Regions from separate parts of the Mus musculus genome. Here all the other regions are linked to region 3. Evidence: chromatin contacts called from public HiChIP or PLAC-seq and promoter capture Hi-C data. All regions are on one chromosome and are shown on one strand. The core of a region is the stretch at or near the end of the contact, and the rest is flanking DNA. Distances in the headings are between cores, read along the strand shown. Region 1 overlaps Camkk2 (calcium/calmodulin-dependent protein kinase kinase 2, beta). Region 2 holds the start of Morn3 (MORN repeat containing 3). Region 3 overlaps Kdm2b (lysine (K)-specific demethylase 2B).

What was found. HiChIP or PLAC-seq counts read pairs in DNA pulled down with a chosen protein or histone mark. Capture Hi-C pulls out chosen DNA fragments and counts their contacts.
Region 1: a contact with region 3 is called in a promoter capture Hi-C map of liver. The contact joins two enhancer-like sites. A contact is called at or near these places in 4 of 484 Hi-C or Micro-C datasets (the Ba/F3 cell line, the G1E-ER4 cell line, the HL-1 cell line and 1 more), 1 of 115 datasets of contacts at active chromatin or transcription factors (the 230-238 cell line) and 3 of 9 other capture datasets (adipose tissue, liver and pancreatic islet).
Region 2: an H3K4me3 HiChIP or PLAC-seq map of the 230-238 cell line shows a contact between it and region 3, with 23 read pairs. The contact joins the promoter of Morn3 here to the enhancer-like site in region 3. A contact is called at or near these places in 5 of 39 promoter capture datasets (the C10 cell line, cranial neural crest, embryonic stem cells and 2 more), 2 of 15 datasets of contacts at CTCF or cohesin (embryonic stem cells and pro-B cells), 11 of 484 Hi-C or Micro-C datasets (embryonic stem cells, epidermal suprabasal cells, forebrain and 5 more), 21 of 115 datasets of contacts at active chromatin or transcription factors (the 230-238 cell line, T-cell acute lymphoblastic leukemia, acute myeloid leukemia and 9 more) and 4 of 9 other capture datasets (adipose tissue, embryonic stem cells, liver and 1 more).

Annotation. Positions count from the first base shown.
Region 1 is chr5:122,730,664-122,733,363 of GRCm38.p6, forward strand. Camkk2 (calcium/calmodulin-dependent protein kinase kinase 2, beta) reads right to left here. Exons shown (of 17, transcript NM_001199676.1): 17 at 507-2,700. Among named protein-coding and RNA genes, the nearest start is that of P2rx4, 24 kb to the left of the region's middle. Within about 2 kb of position 1,433, at least 141 of the 459 cell types and tissues checked have an H3K27ac peak or open chromatin away from gene starts, as enhancers often do. A contact at or near this core is called in the 230-238 cell line, adipose tissue and liver, where this site is marked.
Region 2 is chr5:123,045,614-123,048,313 of GRCm38.p6, forward strand. It overlaps Morn3 (MORN repeat containing 3), which reads right to left and starts at 1,403. Exons shown (of 5, transcript NM_029112.2): 1 at 1,018-1,403. The coding sequence starts at 1,162.
Region 3 is chr5:122,893,687-122,896,386 of GRCm38.p6, forward strand. The region is part of intron 12 of Kdm2b (lysine (K)-specific demethylase 2B); the gene reads right to left. Among named protein-coding and RNA genes, the nearest start is that of Rnf34, 45 kb to the left of the region's middle. Within about 2 kb of position 1,320, at least 56 of the 459 cell types and tissues checked have an H3K27ac peak or open chromatin away from gene starts, as enhancers often do. A contact at or near this core is called in the 230-238 cell line, adipose tissue, bone marrow-derived macrophages and 3 more, where this site is marked.

The DNA of each region.
Region 1 (2,700 bases), core at 183-2,682, 160 kb before region 3:
CAGGAACCTTCTCTTGGCTCTCAGTCTCTGTTCCTTACTTTTAGGTAGCATCTCACTATGCAGCCCAGAATGGCCTTGAACTTGGGATCCTCCTGCCTCCACTTCCCAAGTACTGGGATTACAGGCGTGTGTACCACACCCATATTTCTGAAACAAGGATTGGGACTTTTCAGATTTCGCCTCCTGTCCCCCTCTGATGGCAGAGAGTAAGGCTTGGAGCCTGTTCAAACAATGCCCGGCCTCGGGACATGTCTCCTGTGATGACAGCCACTCCCAGCTGCTTACCTAGCCAACCTCACAGAGTCCGCCCCTTACCTCCTTCACACTTCAACCTTTGGGCTGCTGGCTCACCCAGGAGCAGTTTACATGGCGGGGTGGGGGTGGGGGATGAGCTGTGAGCTCTGGGCATCTGACTTGCTGTCAACGTTAAGGGAAGGAATACCAGTGTAAGCAGAAACGCTGCAAAGGACCAGGTACCAACCAAAGAACCCCCGAGAGGCCCGGGCTTTGCACCATTTTGCTGTCTGTTTATTTCAAGTTTACACAGAAGCTTGATCACCTGTGGAAAAACAACCGAAAGCTCATCTTTTTTAAGTTCATGTTCTTGTAAGTGATAAATACACAGTATTTAACTTTATACACCTGATAAAAAGGGAAATGCATAGTAGAGAGGTCACGGGGAGTCAAACAGAAGCGGAGGGCACTGGTCACCAAATATAAAAGTCCCAAGTCCCACGAAACTCGAACCCACAGAGCTGGAGAAGACAGAAACCAACAATCTTCCCTAGCACCTTGGGAGCCAATGGAGGCTGTGGTTGGCAATGTAAAGTGCGCCCCCTGGAGGATGGGCGAGAGTTGCAGGCCTAACCTGGTGTCAACTTGCACAGATGTTATCCTGCGCCTAGAAAGGTTCAAGGATAAGGATTCTGTCCCCTGGAAAGGCCAGACCCTGGGAGGTGGCCTATGCAGCCCCAAGGGAGAACAAGGGGCTCTGTAAGGTGTTCTGGGAGCCTATGAGACGCATGGGGGGAGGCAATAAAGACAGAAAGAGAGGAACGAGGCTTGTGCTTTCAAGGCCAAGCTGCTTACACGCGAATCACGGGTGAACCAGCCATGGAAGGAATTGTGGGCAGCCCATCTGCCCACAGAGAAAAGCCACTCTGCCCGGCTCCTCTCCTCACTAATGATACTTTTGAAAAACAATTATTTGTGCTCTAATGCTCTAGTTATGGCTGGACCTCTTACACTTTCCACGGCAGCTGGGCAGGATGGGGGTGGGGGGAGGGGGACGGGGGGGGGGGGAGTCACTCCTTTCCACAGCTTTCTTTGGTGTTTCTTTAAGAAAAAAAGTTACCCATGCAGACCTCTCGATTCCTTCTTCCTGAGCAGCTGGTGGCTGCGTGATTGCCGACAATCTTAAGACATCCTGTCGAGAGAAACCACGGCATTGCCCAGAGGGGTTGTGTAAACACAAGAATTCTGCAGAGCTCTGTATCACGCCTACCCTACTCGGGCAGGCCGCTCAGCGTCCAGGCAGACGAGCTGGGACCAAGCTGTATGACCTGTTGGCTTTAACCATAAGGTGGCTATTGCAAACTAACGGAATGCCATCTGTGGCCAGAAAGGGTGGAGCTACTGGGCTGTTTCTCCTTCAATTTTAAAAAGGGAAAAGTGACAGGAAGTCCTTGGTCACACAGACCCTCCCCACACTGCAGTCTGTACCTGGATCCTAACTGCTTATGTGACAGCAGGGATAGCGGCTAGACCACAGTAAAGAGCTTAACAAACCATACGGAAGGAAGCCAGGAGGGCCTGGCCTCCGCACAGGCCAGAAGTCGGTTGTCTGGGCCCCATGACTGACTGGCAAGACAGCCACTACCAAAGCACTGGAAACCAGTCTGGAAGCCCCCCTTTAACTTCCTGTTTGCTTCTGTGTCCCTGGGTCATCACACCCAAACTTCAACCAAACTTCCAATATTGGTTGAAAGTCAAAAAGGTTCCTATTGGCTCTCTAGGTTTCTGGCTACAGGAAAAAAACAAAAAACAACAACAACAACAAAAAAAAACCCGAAAGCCCTTTGCCCTGAGGAACACTCTGGGGTTTGACACTTTGCTCTACAATGGCACCCTGATGTCACTGATATCACACTACAGCTTTGCTCCTAAGCTGAGTGACAAGTCTTGCCTAAGTGGCCCACAGGGAAACTGATGTTTCATTGTACCGACCAGACATTCTGGAAAAGGAAAGAAAGTTTACAGTCTCTAGAATACACAGGCAATAAACAAACGCAGCTGCTAATATACAGGCACAGGTCTCACCGGCTCTCGGTCCCTGTCACACAGCCGCACAGAGGGACACCCATCCTGGAAGCTCCAACCTTTGGAACTTGTGAACCTCTCCGGAGTTCTGGCTAGTCAGAGACTTGGAAACATCTCTTGAGCTGTAAGCCATGTAATGTACATGAAAGAGCAGATTCCAACCTGAAGTTGTTGGGTTTTTTTTTTTTTTGTTTTTGGTTGTTTTTTTTTTTTTTTTTTTTGCCAATTTACAAAGAGAATTAGCTTAGCTGACAATCTCAGAAACCCAGTTGGAGCAGCTAACATGAAGTGTGTTCAGCCTCCAGACAGACCTCTACCACCACAGCTGAGGAATGCTCGCATTCAGGGGTGCAAAGTACCCCTCGAGCATTTCAACTGCAA
Region 2 (2,700 bases), core at 153-2,652, 150 kb after region 3:
ACAGTTTAAGGTCTAAATTTTAGACGAAAAGCCCCTCAACCTGGACACATCTTTATCCTTTCTGCCTAGCTCAAACATCACCCTGCTCCTGTCTTCTTTGTTACTCCCTCTCTTCCCCTCTCTGGTGCCCTCTATAGCCTAATACCACCTCTTCAGTAGTCACTTCTTCCCAGGTCACCTCATTTGGGAAATGTGATGGTAGTCTACTTTGCAGAGTCTCCCCGAGCACCCTTGCTCTGAGCAATCTTGCTGCGTGTACTTTATAAAGAGACATTGTTGCCACTTAACAGATGAGAAAACCTATAGATAAGGTATTCTAACAATGCAGGCTCAGGGATTCTAGTGTAGATAACCCAGGAAGGCAGGAGAAGAAAGTGGTTAAGTCTGGAATTGCAAGACTAGAGCTTTTAAATAGAGTCCCCGTCCTACCCCCATCCATCCCGGACAAACGTGATTTGCAATGTATCGGCCAGAACCCATTCGCCCCCTGCTGGTTAAGACTTGAGTCCAGGCATACAGGAGTAATCATGGTCACTCAGTTACTTCTGGGGGGTTGGATAGGTCCAACCTGTGTCTTGAGGCCCAGACCTTGTGCCCCCACCATCTGCAGAGCATCAGGGCAGCATCTGAAGCCCACAACGCCTACTGCAAGTCATTTTCTTAATGTGTTGACCTTTTCAACCAACCCCAGGCTCTGCTACCCTGTCAGAAGACAGAGAGCGATCCAGCACCCCCAGAACCCCACCCAGCTTTGGGCTGGCTTCTGATGATCCCTATCCCATTTTTGTTTTCTGTCCCTAGACTCTGGCTCAGCTGAAGTCAGGGCTGACTTGGACTTCAGAGCCACAGCCCCCTGCTGGTCCCGGTTCTGGTCACTAAGTGGGGTTGGGAACAAAACAAGATCGCTTATGTTCTTAATGGACTCTGTAACAGTGCTTTTTGTTTTGTTTTGCATTGCCCACCCACTCTGACCCCACGCTGGCCACTAATCCCCGGAGGCTCTCCCGCTTAGCTTACCGTGTTTCAAGTTGCCCTTCCATTCGCCCACGTAGTGATCGCCGTTCACAGCAAACACTTGGTGTCTCAGTCCGTTCTTCTGGGCTTTCCGGTCCCACCCTTTCCACGGCGGCTCTACTTTCCTTGGACACTTAGTGACCGGCATGCTGGCTGCCTCTGTGGTGTTGCGGGGGTGCTAGCAGGAGGTAGGGGCATCAGGGGCTCAGTGACTCCCGTGTATCCTGGGGATCCTGGTACTTCCTGGGGAGGTGCCTGCCTGAGTTCCAATAGGGCAGGTCATTTGTGTTCTGAGTCCCCAGGGCAGGTGAAGAGCCCTCAGTGGGGATCCCTCTGTGCTGGACTGACCCACAACAGTCCTTGCCCTTGCATTCTCCTAGGGTCCATCTGTCAGGGATGTGATGGCATAATTCCTTTGGAACCCAGGGATTGTGATGACACTGGAGAGAAGCTGCCCCTGGGAAAAATGATGCTCACAGGTGACTTAATGACTTGAAAGACCAATCAGGAACCGACTTTGGTAGAAGAGACTCGAAGTAAGAAAGATCAGATGGTACCAAGTACTGGGACCACTCCAGGTGTATCAGAGGGTATCAGGCAGACAGCTGCCTGCCCTGTTAGCCCTTGCCCTACGTACCTGGTAGATGGGACAGATGAAGCTCAGGGGTTGCCTTTCAGCAGGGGAGATCCCACAAATCAGAGACTGATTTCATGGTGACTAACTGTCCCAGACTGCAAGTCTAGCTATACAGTGAGACCTTGTCTCAAAACAAACACAGTTGGACAGCCCTTGGCTCACTGGTCATCCTTCCACATCTGAGCCCTACGACTCTTATCTGGTAGAGCCATAGACTCTAGAGGGAAACAGTGGGTGGCCCAGGGTCTCCTCCCCATGTCTGGGAGCCCCGACCTGTTTTCCTCAGGTCCCCAGAATCTCCAGAAGGGATTGTTCATGTCTTTCCATCTGTCTCCAGCTGGCTCATGGGTGATAAAAACGTTCCTATCTACATCCTGGGGACCGCAATCTCCCTCAACTAATACAACCACATACTCCATAGGTTCTGAGGCTGTACAAATCCACTCCCATTAAATCTTGCACCGGCAGCACATACACACAGGTGCTGCCAATCAAAATATCCTCAGGTTGAAGCCAGTTCTAGGAGGTCATGGTATCTTAGCATCCACCCACAGGGTCAGCCTCACAACCTGTGTGCTTCAGGTTGGACACTGTGCCTGCCACCTGTGCATGTTTTACAGCCTCTGTTCCCACAGAGGGGACTACTGGCACATGACTTTAATCCCAGCACTCAGGAGGCAGAGGCAGGAAGATATCTGAGTTCAAGGCCAGCCTGGTCTACAGAGTGAGTTCCAGGATAGTCAGGGCTACACAGAGAAACCCTGTCTTGAAAAGCCAAAAACCCAAAATAAAAACAAAACAAACAAACAAAAAAATCAAAACAAAACAAAGCTTGCTTTTTTTTTTTTTTAATATGGAGTCTTGCTATGGCTCTGTGGCCCTGGCTGACATGGAACTCCATACTCCATATGTAGACCAGATGTAGACCAGGCTAGCCCCTAATTTGCATTATTCTTCTTGCCTCCTGAGTGCTGGCATAAAAGACATGTACCACTACACTCAAGTTCATTCATTCATTCATTCTCTCTGCCCCTTTCTGTTTCTAATAG
Region 3 (2,700 bases), core at 70-2,569:
TTATGGGGCTGGAGAGATGGCTCAGTGGTTAACAGCACGGGCTGTGGGCTGGAGCGAGTGGGGGCTGGAGAGAGGAGAAAAAGTATCTGAAGACAGCTACAGTATACTTACATAATAAATAAATCTAAAAAAAAAACCAAAAAAACAAAAACAAAAACCCAAAACAACACAAAAAAGCACTGGCTGCTCTTCCTGAGGACCTAGGTTCAATTCCTAGCATTTTACAACTGTCTGTAACTCCAGCTCCAAGGAAATAAGTCATTTTACATCTATATAGTAAAGGACTAGAATCCAGAATAATTCTTAACATCTCAATGATAAAAATACAAAAAATGTCAACTTTAAAATTGGGCAAAAGGGGGCTCCCTGATTAGGGGCACTGGCTGCTCTTCCAGGTCTCAGGTTCAGTTTGCTGTACCCACAAGTGACTCAACAGCCACCTGTAACACCAGTTCCAGGAGATTTGGTGCCCTCTTCTGGCCTCTATGGTCACTGCATGCACATGGTGACATGTGCAGGCAAAACACAAATAAAATAAAAATAAATCTTTTCTTAAATGGACCAAAGATTTTAATAGCTCTTTCTTTTATATCTAACACACAAATGGCCAACAAAGAAGGACAAGACACTCAACATCACTATCACTGAGTATCTGCGGTGCGCACTGGGGATTCATTCATTAACCCCCTCATTCACATATTCACCCACTCATCCACCCACCCAAGTGTTTTCTGGCTGAATTATGAACCAGATTCAATGCTAAATTCTGGGACTACTGAGATGAGTAAGCTGTGTAGCCTACTCGTAAAGACGTTAGAGTCTGGAAGGAAGGAGAAATACAGAGACCATGTAAATGCACCATGACGGTAGATACTGCAGGCTAACTCCAGTACTAGTGCTAGCACTTCTTCAAATATCTGTACCAGGAGTTTAATGAGGTAGGAATTATCTCCACTTAGAATTGAAGGAACTACGGACAGTGCAATTCAGTAACCTGCTCGGTGTCATGATGCTGATAAATAAGAGAACTAAGCTCTGTGCCTAGGCAGTAGCTCTAAAGTCTGGGCTCTGGAATGCAAACCCAGAAGAGATGCCTCATCTTCTGGGAAAGGCAGGCTGGAAAGGGCAATGCAGACCACAGCAGCAACTGATTACATGGGCCAAGGAGGGAGAATAAGACAATACAAGACAGCAGTGAGTGAGGGTGGGGTGGGGGGTGGGCAGCTTATGCAGAAAGAAGAGTAAAATAGAGATGTGAAAGTGCATGACACATTCGAGAACTACAAACAGCTCAGCAAGGCTAGAAAAAGAGCTCTGAGGTAGCAGGAAGCTAATCCGCAAGGCCTCCTAGGCCACGCTAAGGAAACATACCCTGTGTGTAAAGTACTGTGCTCTGGCAATCGTGTGGGTAATGGACATTTCATGGGCAGTGTGCAAGACAAAATACAAGCAGAGATCAGCTGAAGATTATGAAGGTATGAAGCAGCAGACATTAAGGACAGCAGGGGACAATTCAGAACCCTGGTAAAGGGGTAGAATATGAGGGAACAGGCAGAGAAAGGAAGCCTAGGAGGTAGAGGAAATAGGGGTTCAGGGGGAGAGGAATCTGCAGGACCTAGGGAGTAAACCAAAAGCAAAGAAACATCACATAAGTGCTGCAGCTGTCTCACTGCAGCCAGAGGGAAACAGTCTTAAAGTAACCCAAAAACTGAAAACAGTGACTGCAACCTAGGGAGGACTGATCCTTTCAGAAATACTGCAGGAAACGCGGCAGAAAGTTGCTCTCAGTAAGAGTCCAGGAAGCCTTAAGGAATGAATGGTGGCAGGGTGCAGTAGCTCACGCCTCTAATCACAGCCCTAGAAGGTAGAGAGGCAGGACAGCCAGGGCTACTATATTGAGAAACCCTGTCTAAACACAAACAAAATAAAACAAACAAAAAAAGGACAGGAGCAGTTGGGTTTTACTGTTTGGTTGTGGCACAAGCTTTAGCCCCAGTGTTCAGGAAGCAGAGGCAGGCAGATCTAGGTCTGTCAGTTACAGGACAGTCAGGGCAACACAGAGTAAACCTGCTCTGAAAAGAAAAAGGAAGTTTCTACAGTCAACAGTAGCCAAGGGAAGAAAAAACAAGAAAATGTAGCTAAAAGTTTCTACAATTAAGATAGTTTTACAGGTCTGGTGGGCTCACAGCTACCTGGGAGGCTTAGGTAGGAAGATCAAAACTTAAAGGCATGCCTGGCCTACACAGTGAGTTGAAGGACAATCTGAGAAACTTAGTGTGACTCTGTCTCAAAATAAAAAGAAAATAGTAATAAGTAAAGATGAAATTAAAAATTAGAAGCCGGGCTGGGCCGGGCGTGGTGGCGCACACCTTTAATCCCAGCACTCGGGAGACAGGGGGGTGGGGGCAGAGGGAGCAGGCAAGATGGCTTAGTGGCTGAAGACACTTGCCACTAAGTCTAATATCCTGAGTTTGATCCCGAGAAAACCCACTCCTACAGATTGTCCTCCGACCCCCTCACACATGCCAAGGCACATGTAGATCCACACATGTGTGTACACACAGATTGAATGTAATTTTAAAAGGGGAAGACTGGGTGGCTCAATAGAAGAGGGCCTATCTACTATGTTCAATGACCTGAGTTCAATTCCCAAAGCTGTAGGTGAGAAAATGGGTCTGGGTTTCCCACTTACCTACCACA